Linked DNA regions of Gasterosteus aculeatus: region 2 is linked to region 1. The links are chromatin contacts, called in public Hi-C maps. All regions are on one chromosome and are shown on one strand. The core of a region is the stretch at or near the end of the contact, and the rest is flanking DNA. Distances in the headings are between cores, read along the strand shown. Region 1 holds the start of adamts1 (ADAM metallopeptidase with thrombospondin type 1 motif, 1). Region 2 has its middle 56 kb from the start of LOC120825181.

Evidence for each region. A called contact is a pair of places that touch in the nucleus more often than the background predicts.
Region 2: a Hi-C map of skeletal muscle shows a contact between it and region 1, with 8 times the contacts expected there. The contact joins the enhancer-like site here to the promoter of adamts1 in region 1. A contact is called at or near these places in 3 of 6 Hi-C or Micro-C datasets (skeletal muscle, tail fin and whole body).

What each region holds. Positions count from the first base shown.
Region 1 is chr1:24,220,669-24,225,442 of fGasAcu3.hap1.1, reverse strand. adamts1 (ADAM metallopeptidase with thrombospondin type 1 motif, 1) reads left to right here and starts at 2,883. Exons shown (of 8, transcript XM_040188491.2): 1 at 2,883-4,331. The coding sequence starts at 3,707. It overlaps adamts5 (ADAM metallopeptidase with thrombospondin type 1 motif, 5 (aggrecanase-2)), which reads left to right. Exons shown (of 8, transcript XM_040177479.2): 8 at 1-1,568.
Region 2 is chr1:24,319,908-24,324,681 of fGasAcu3.hap1.1, reverse strand. No RefSeq gene overlaps it. Among protein-coding and RNA genes, the nearest start is that of LOC120825181, 56 kb to the left of the region's middle. Within about 2 kb of position 1,866, at least 1 of the 9 cell types and tissues checked has open chromatin away from gene starts, as enhancers often do.

The DNA.
Region 1 (4,774 bases), core at 1,634-4,133:
TTACTACTTTACATTCTGCTTTTATCTGTTTCAAACTGTGTTGGGTGGTGTTTTCACCCTTCGGAACCCTTTCAACCGACAGAATGTGCCACAGAGTAGATTTGGGTCAGTTGACCCAAAATACTAAGAATGGAGGAAGCCCAGTTAATGAACAGCGTTCTAAAAATGACATTTACCATTTTAAGAAAAAACTCTAAAAACAATGCTAAACGGTAACTGGATTGTACTTGTATTTTATAGTCTTCCAACCACTCAAAGTGCTTTTACACGACATGTTATCACTCACCATTCACTTCAGACAATCCACAGACTTCACTGTCAACCAAGTACGTGTATGTACGTCCTGCTAAAGAAACAGCGCTGATACTCTGGGACGCTGATTGTGGAAGTTGATATTGCAGCTGTTCTAAAGAAACTGTTTGACACTTTGGGAAGTATACTTGATTAATTTTCTCGCTAAGAAATAGATCTGAAGAGTGATACCACTCTCATTCCTGAAACTAGAGCCAGGAAATAGTTAGCCTAGCTTAGCATTAATACTTGTAGCCAGGGGAAAGGGTGTGTGTCCAAAGAATAAAAATACGCCAACCAGCATCTCTTGATCCTGCTCAATGTTGTTTGCTTAGTCTGTGTGACAAACGGAGCGTAGTGACAACAATTTGCTCGTTTTTATGCTAAGCTAACACACTTCTGGCTCTAGCTCCATATTGAACAGACATGTATGAGTGTGGTGTCAATCTTGTCTTACTCTCAGGAAAGTTAATTTAAATGTAAAATGTATTTTTTTTACCAAGTAGAAAAACAACAATTTGCATCACTAGACACCAGTAGGTGTAAGTGAGGAGATTTGCTTTTGTGGTTATTTTTGGGGAACGTATTCCTGAATATCCTTTACCAAATCTCACAATATCATGCTTTGATTTGGTTATTGTAAGGATACATTAAGAGTGTATACAACATACATTACATATCAAATGTACTTAAATACATACCTGCCTTTAATTGTTTACATTACATTTTCCTGTGTGGCAAACCCCCCCCCCCCCCCTCCCCTCCACATCTGGCACCTGAGGAAGGTCTTCAGAAAGTACATGACCCGGGTCAACAAACCACTCACCCTCCGTCCTCCCTTCTTCCCTCACACATTCACATCTGTTTACACAATGTAGACATTTCTGTACAAAGAGTCGATCTTTCATATACATGTAAGCATTCAACCATATTTACGCAGAAACACACACATACAGACACAGAGAAAACACCCATCAGTCAAGTGTTTCAGAAACCGTAACACACACAAACACACGTACACACACAATCTACTCTGACTCTTCCAGTGGGGAAAGAAAACACAGCACTGAACTTGTAATTTATTGTGTGTACAACTGGTATGTGTGTGAATAAAAAAAAACAATAAGATGAGCTTTATTTATTTTAGTAATTTTGTATCATATTACTATTTGACTGAGGAACATGACTCCGCAGAATCATTCCTTTGTGAGAATATAGTGTTTCTTTTCTAGTCATCCACATGAAATATATGTACATAAAATCTATATATTTAAATATCTTTGTGTCTGTGTTGTTCATATAGCAAATGCATCAATATGTTTTATTTATATTGCATGTGTTTTGAATATAGCAAATCCCTCACTATCGGTACACACAAGTTATGATTGTGACTGTGGCCTTTCTTTGAACGTACAGTAAGTAATTACATAGCTAAACAATAGCAATATAACAATGGAACGTACACACATCTAAAGTAAACATCCACAGTGGCCCGTGGACTGTTATTTGCATTTGATCAATACAATTGATGATTCAACATGTTAGCAGCATTTTAATGTTGGTGGGAAGATGAATCTATATAACCTCAACATAATGAGATCATATAAAATGGGTACGATGTAAGATGTGGACAGATGTCAATCTCGATCAGTTTCGGTCCACAAATAAAATTCAATAGAAAACAGAATAGAGTGTCCAGCTCCTGTACATCCATATGTCCCCTAAAACTCTTCATGCCATTAAGTTGCGGCTCTGACCCAAAAATGATTCAGAACCATTGTCACCACAATACATGGCTGTGGCAGTACTGCCTCCACCGGGTCAGTTACGGCCTCCAGGCTCCCAGATGTAATGCTAAAGGTGCCCCCTGTTGGCCAAACCTGGGATTGGTCCATGTAGTCATGGAAAATCACTCCAGCAGTGTGGGGAATTTCCAAAACTCGTGCCTACCATCTTCTGGGACATTATGAAATTACAACTGTTCCCTTTTTGTGACCTGTTGGTTTTAAGGTGGACCGCAGTGATCTTTCCCTTCAGAGACTGATCGGTGAGGTTTGCTCCAGTGAGTCACAGGTTAGACAAATCACACGGAGTTATATTTGTTCATTGTGTGTGTGTGTGTGTGTGTGTGTGTGTGTGTGTGTGTGCGTGTGTGTGTGTGTGTGTGTGTGTGTGTGTGTGTGTGTGTGTGTGTGTGTGTGTGTGTGTGTGTGTGTGTGTGACTTGTTGTAATATCGTATTCATACATTTAAATTATTTTCACACCACATTAAAATATTGAGGGAATAATTGAGTTCAATTTCCCTAAGTAGTTGGTACAGTCTGATTCTTCAAAGTGTTGTAAAACTTGTACGTAGTTTCTCCACATAATTGTATTGCGGCTTCCCAGTTATTCTTAATAAAACTCCAACGTAAACTGTGTGTTGGAGAGAAGGACCAGTCACGGCGGGTGGGGGGGAGGAAGCCGGAGGACAGGGGCTCTGTCTGCCCTGGTTTGAGTGCAGAGGCAGCGGGCTGGGTGGACCGATCTACCTTAAGAACTTAGCGGCCCCCGCTCTGAGCCTCCAAACCCGGCCACGGCGTACCATAGCCGGCTTGGCACGGAGGAATGAGTACGACTCCCGGACCTGCTGCCATCTCCATTCTCCAGTTGCGACTACAACACTGCTCTACATCAGCCTCCGCTGCCTGTCACCCTGATTTATGTTGGAATGGGCAGTTTAATAAAAGGCATGTTGCTAACTGATCCATTATATGTGCACTAATATTACAGGGAAGCCTTTTGGGGAAACTGATCTTAGAAGTATTAGTTGTGGGTCATGTCTGTATTTGTACATAATTGTGAAAGACCAGTTTGAAGAAGCAAATGTTTCTCTCCCCAAAGATCTCTATCCTCTGTTGATTGTCATGGCACCGCTCCAGGTTGGTGCGTTTTCGTTGCGCACGGGACTTGGCCCCTCTCACATCAAAGGGCCCTCGTGAAAGGGGTGGTCCCGAGGCAGGGGGATATATAGGAGGGACCTGCTCTGTTCTGACTGCAAGGCAAGAGCAGAGAACAGACTAAACGGGTCAGCAGAGGAAAAGCCTGCCCCGAATTCAAATAGAGCAGAATCGAGACATCTGCTGAGCTTTGGAGAGAGAGAAGAAACCTGTTGGATTTACCACCGAGATCGAACTTTTGTTTGAATTTATTGAAATAGGTTTTTTTTCAATAAATCAGAACTGCACATAACTTTAAACAAGTTTTCCACTGGATTTGATCCTTTTTTAGATTTATATGCGTCTGCGTAATTTTGTGGACAGATTTGTGGCTCAGATGCTCGCGGTTTGTAACTTGTAGTGGAAAATCTTTTAAAGGATTTAATTTAAGAGACTTTATCAATTTGTCTTTCCACTTGTCGGATTTCACAGTTGCATGATGAAGTTTTTACAACTTTCCATTGGTTTAATCGCCACTCTGTGCGTCGGCGTGGCGCATAGCGCGTGGGAGGAGAGCACCGTAGTGCCGGTCAGACTAGACCCGACGGCTCGGTCTGACAGCAAAACCGAACCGTGGCGGACTCTCTCTGCGGAGGAGAAAGAGAAGGAGGCGGAGATGAGGGAGTACCGATTGGACGTATTTGGCAAGGAGCTGGTCTTGCAGCTAGAGCCCGACCAGACTTTCTTGGCGCCCGGTTTTGTCTTCCACATCGTGGGGAGCCCTGATACCGACCCGACACAGGAACCCAAGAGCGGAGCCGAGCCGGGTTGCTTCTTTTCTGGTACTGTTAACGGAGAGGAACACTCTGCCGCTGCACTTAACCTGTGCCACGGACTTCGGGGCGGATTCTATTTTCAGGGGGCAGAGTATTTTATTCAGCCCCAGAACTCGATTAACTTCACGGGCACCGAGAAGGATGTCCACGTGATCCGCCGGAGAGATCGGGCTGTTTTGGCAGAGGAGGGGAGCTCCAAGTGTGGGGTCAACGAGGACGAGGAGAAGGTGCCAAAGAATCTGGAGAAAGAAGACCAGCACGGCGCCGCTAACGCAGACCAGACAGGTACGGCTGCAGAGATCTTTGCGCATTTTACGCATTGTTAATCGCTTCAGATTATAGTAAACTAAAATATTTGACCAGCATCCGTAACAAATGGCAATAGACACGGAAAAGGTGATCAACTCGTAATGTATACAAATTTTTCATATAAGTCGTTAGCTGTAGTGTAACATACTGTCCGAACTGCTGTTGTTGTGCGTGTGCCAAAAAGCACGGCATGCGCATCGGACCCGGCTGTCTCTGACAGCGCCGTCTACGCATAACCAGAGATGAAGACGGGAGAGGAGGAGGGTGGCGAACTTCTCCAGGAGGGGAAAGGGGAGGAGGGGGAGTGGCGGAGGAAGGGGAGGAGAGCAGCGGGGTTGGGGCCAGGCACAGCCCGGCAGTGCTGAGTCGCGCGAACTCGCCTCCTGGTACAGACATTTTTCCTATTAGAGGATTTTCTC
Region 2 (4,774 bases), core at 617-3,116, 100 kb before region 1:
TATCTTAGCTTTTAACTTGGCCGCAGCTTTCGGCCCTTCGGTCCAAGAAGACGCTCGACGGCATAACCTAAAAAAAATCTCCCTCGCGCACAAGGGCCGGTTAATCACTCGAGCTCTCCGATAACAGGGACGGGAAGTTCTCTCGTCTGGAGGAGTGACGTTGTTCTGAGGCTGTGGGCTCATTGGGAATCAGCTGGCCTCAGCCAACCGTAACAGCTTGAAATAATGGGAGCAAGACTTCCCAAAATCTTTACATCTGATTCTGCCTGCCTGCTGTTTTCATCCTCGCCACGACCCGCCGACTGCATCTGAGATAAATCGCACAATAACAACCCCCTTTTTCTCCAACGAGTGCCCCTAATCACATTTTCACTGCAATCAGTGTTTGTTGCTGAGGTTCTTTTTTTTTCTTTTCGCCTGGACATCTTGAAAATCTTGGCACGCGCCTCGTATTTCCACTCGCGCAATCTGTTTTCATTAAGCTCTCGTCTCCCTGAAGGAAAAAAGACAGTGTTTTTTCTTCTCAAAAGCACACTAATCTGTGTCAAAAATGAAAGAGAGAGACAGAGGCAACGCATTGTCCCCGGCGTGGACGAGAGGACTTGCTGAATTGACTTGTTTCTGGTTTGATCTCACTTAAAAGAGAGCACAGGGAGGAAAGGACCTTCATGGGCTTCAATGACTGCCCTGAATTGCTGAAAACGTGGTCTGACCTGACAAGGAATGGTTGACATATCTCTTTTTGTGTGTTTTGTGTGTGTGTGTGTGTGTCCCAAACTCCTCTGCAGGACCCCTGTCCTGTCAAAGCGGCGGTCCTGCGGTGTGTCCTGCTGGTCTTGTTATCTCACCTCTCCCTCATCTGGCTATTGTGTCTCCAATCTTGTCCCCTTTATCTAATCTGCCCCCCCCCCTACCCCGTCTCTCTCTCTCTCTCTCCACTTCTGAATGTCTCTCGCCCGCCAGTCCCTCGGGTTATTAGTTTGCTTGATCTCGAAGGCCTTTCATCCCGATAGAGCCGCAACACTGAAGCTAAACATGTATCTTCAGCTTTTTTTACCCCGCGAGCCTCGTCAACTTTGCCATATAAGGCCGTCTGTTCAGACAGAACACATTTGGAGAACTCTTTCTCTGCAAACACTTTCCAACTATTAAAGCTTTTTATAAATGTTCTCTCTTTGGGGTCTCGGTGCCACAGCCGAAAACAAAGGAAGATTTTATTCTGATTCCACGTATTCGCTCTGAAAATAAGCGTCCGTATGAGTCCAGCAGCTTCTCACACCTCAGCCTGTGGGGGCCTGTGATTGTGTGCATAAATGTGTGTGTGTGTGTGTGTGTGTGTGTGTGTGTGCGCCGAGCCCCATGGCTTGACACCTTACTTTGGCAAAAGGTGGATATCTCGACCAGCATCCATCACACACGTCTTGGCTGGCATCCCTGTGTGTGTGTGTGTGTGTGTGTGTGAGAGGATACTTGAGGCCGAAGCCACTGGGCGTCTGACCTCTCCTGACCACCTCTCACAGTGCTTTTTACCTCAGTTAGTGAAATAGCGAACAGCACCTTTGCTTTCTTTAAAAGTTCCCGGACAGGAGGTGAAACATGGATTACTTTATTCAAATCCATATTCATAGAGCTCACGTCGAGCCAGGCACCACTTCAGCAGCAGCCACTTCATTAGTTTCTCTCCCAAGTGCTCAGCGATCAACACCGGTCCACCTTAAGAGATTCTGGCATGCAGTTCTTCCTTTTTCCTGCTGGGGTCAGCGTTGCACCACGGGAAAGTCCACGTCGAACACCTTCTGGAGCCAAAAGGAGGGTCTTGTTTTTAAGGAGGTTCATGAGGGTTGAGAAACTTACTGTGAGCATGAAAAGCACAGTGCTGAATAGGTATCATTATGGAAGGATCATTCAGTGAGTGTTATTAAAGAATACAGAATACCATCCAGTTCCAGATGCATGAACATTAGCGTGCCCCCCCCCCCCCCTCCCTCTGCATGTGTACATGTCCTCCACTTCGAGAACCAGTGCTGGCTGTGTCTTGGTGCGGCATGAGGCGGCTGACACAGAGAAAGCAGCTTAGAGCTGCTGGTCCCGGGCGGCGAGCAACCTGGGGGCCTCCCGGACTGCCACCAACAGGGCTTTATCGGCCCCGAGGATTAGGCCGATTTCATCAGGGTCTGTGCCTGCTCGCAGCCACACATACCCACACAATCAGGCACGCTCAAACGTACACATGGAAAGTATGCGTACCTCAGCAAAGAAATTGTTCATCAAGGAGGGCCACATTTAAACAAAAGCAAACGTGAATGCCAAAGATGCTTTACTCCAGAGCGTCTCTGTTTATCTCAAGACATGTGTCAAGGTTTGGCCTAATGTTGTGGTGGGCTCTGTGTGGAGTAGGAGGAGGCCAAACAGCAACAGTTGCTAAGGGTCTCCTGTGTATGTACAGATGCTTGTGTGTGAACGTGGTAGAGGAGGTCAAAGGTGGCCCGGAGTAAGAGTTAAAGCTGCCTTCTGTTTGGAACTCCAGGTCAGCAGAATGACATCAGACGGGCTCTTCTGTGTGCATCTTTGTTCTAAAAGCTAAAGGCTCACGGTGGTTACATCATTTGTGCTTGTGGCGACACGATACAGCCAACTCCAATTGGCTGATGAGTCATGTTAATGAAGAGAATACACGTATTACCAACCACAATACAGCTCTAGAAATATTGAAAGGCCCCTTCAACTTGGACTATATTACACTATTCTCCAGGGTTAAAAAGTAAATATTTGCTTGGGGTGCAAGTAAAAATGTACATTTACTGCCCCTCCTGTTAAGAGGTATCATAGTGCAATTATGAGTAATTAAACATCTGTAATTTTACTTTTACTTATCGTTCTCTCCTAAGTAAAAACAATAAGGCTAATTTAGGCGTGTGGCCTCTGCCCACGCGAATCCACGCGGCGCGTTAGCTGCAGGTGTGTGCGGACTTTAGCTAAAATGCTCCCGTGCTGCGGCAGGTGACGTCTCCATTGGCCTCCACCTCCGCTGAGGTGTTTGTGGCTGGATTTTCTTTACTGCGTGGGACAATAAACCCTGACTTTGAGGAGCCGGGACCAAAGGGGGCTGAGCGGACAAGGTTGGTTTCGCTATTGTTTCCATACTATCATATTTTTTTATTTAGGTAAATTCTCCCAAGTCTGCACTGAGGAGGTAAGTTTAGTTATTAATAATGAAATGCGCAGTGCGGATGCTGCGTGAGGCCACGTCTACCAGGCCTACGTGATCCCTACACCCTGACATGACAATACACTTTGTTTTTTTAATTTAATTTATTCATTTATTAAGTCATTCTCCTGCTAAAGGTCCGCTGATATTTAGTCGCGCATGTCTCTGTTTCTCGCTTTGAATCGGTCCTACTTGTCAGAGAGCTGGATTCTGCCTCTGCTGCACGTGTAGTGCCGCGCAGGCCTCTCCGTTCGAGCTGACCTCCACCTCGCAGTGGCCTGGCGGTTGTTGAACGTCCCAAAAGCGGCTCGCGCTCGCTTTTGTTTCCTCGCGGAAGCGCGTATTTTAAAGCAACCATGTGGCATCAAAAATAGCAGTCTGCTGCGTCTCCGTCTGCTGCAGTGGTCTGTGAATATCTGTCTGTGTTAACGCGCAGCGTCCGGGTGTTTTTCGGTCTGCCGGTTTTCATGTCGTGTGTGTGTGTGTGCGTGTGTGTGTATTTATGTCTACGTCTGTGTTTGTGTCTGTGTCTGTTTGTGCGCGTGTGCTTTCACTCTCTGGTGTGACACTGACGCTTGGATTTGAGGAGCACTCTGCATGTCTGGCCTCTGGTGTTGTGCTCGGGTGCTTTTTTGGCGGAGTCTGCACCCCATCAATTCATCCAAATGTTGATTTTCATTTGAAAACATGTCCTTAATGTGAAAAAGTAACATTGTGGGGGAGCTTATTCCTCGGGTGACAAAATGGCAAGTGGTCCACTTACTGTGTTGGGGAGAAGCTGAAAAATTGCACCATAAACTTCAGCTGTTTATGTAATGTACAATTAACCCACGAGATGCTACCTGTAAAAAAAAAAAAGCAAATCCCAGTTTTGCCTCCATATTCGGTGCGAAGAGTCTTTTATGCCCAAAACAGCAGACTTGCTTGTCGCTAATGGCACACTGTGTGTGGGAACGATGCCGACCACAAGCCCCCAAAAAGCAAATTCACATCACGCGTCTAAATCTGGCTCGTAGATTTATGCGCATAATGGAGGTGAGAAGGAATTTTGTTATGGTGCTCATAGCATTGAAAGTGGTATATAAAAGGGTCCATAACTGCTCTGTGAATTCTTGTAATGCTTCGACCATCACACGTACTCTCTGCCTCAGTTGAATTTGGGTAATAAAGTAATAAATCCTGCATCTCAAAACGTGGACCAAAACCAAACTACAGGTTTGTAAGAAAATATGTGTTGCATTTTCTTTTTTATGCTGTGTTGTGTCAAGGAGGGTCGCAGCCATCTGCAAAAAAGTTTTCCATCTCACCAGATGCAAACGTCAGAACCCAGTTGTCATTTTGTCTGAGCTCCAACAAAACGCTTATGCTCAGTTTGTGGTGTCTGGTAGCAATGAGACTCGGAAACACAAGCTCTTTCTATATTAATACGTCCTGAAAGACTAGCGCTTTGTAATCACCGATTTTTGGGGATTTCCTGCCTTTTTTAATCCGTCGTAATCATATCGGGTAATAAAACATGTCCTATTTAAAAAGGCGAGTGAGTTGTTTGACTGTGAGGCCCTCGAG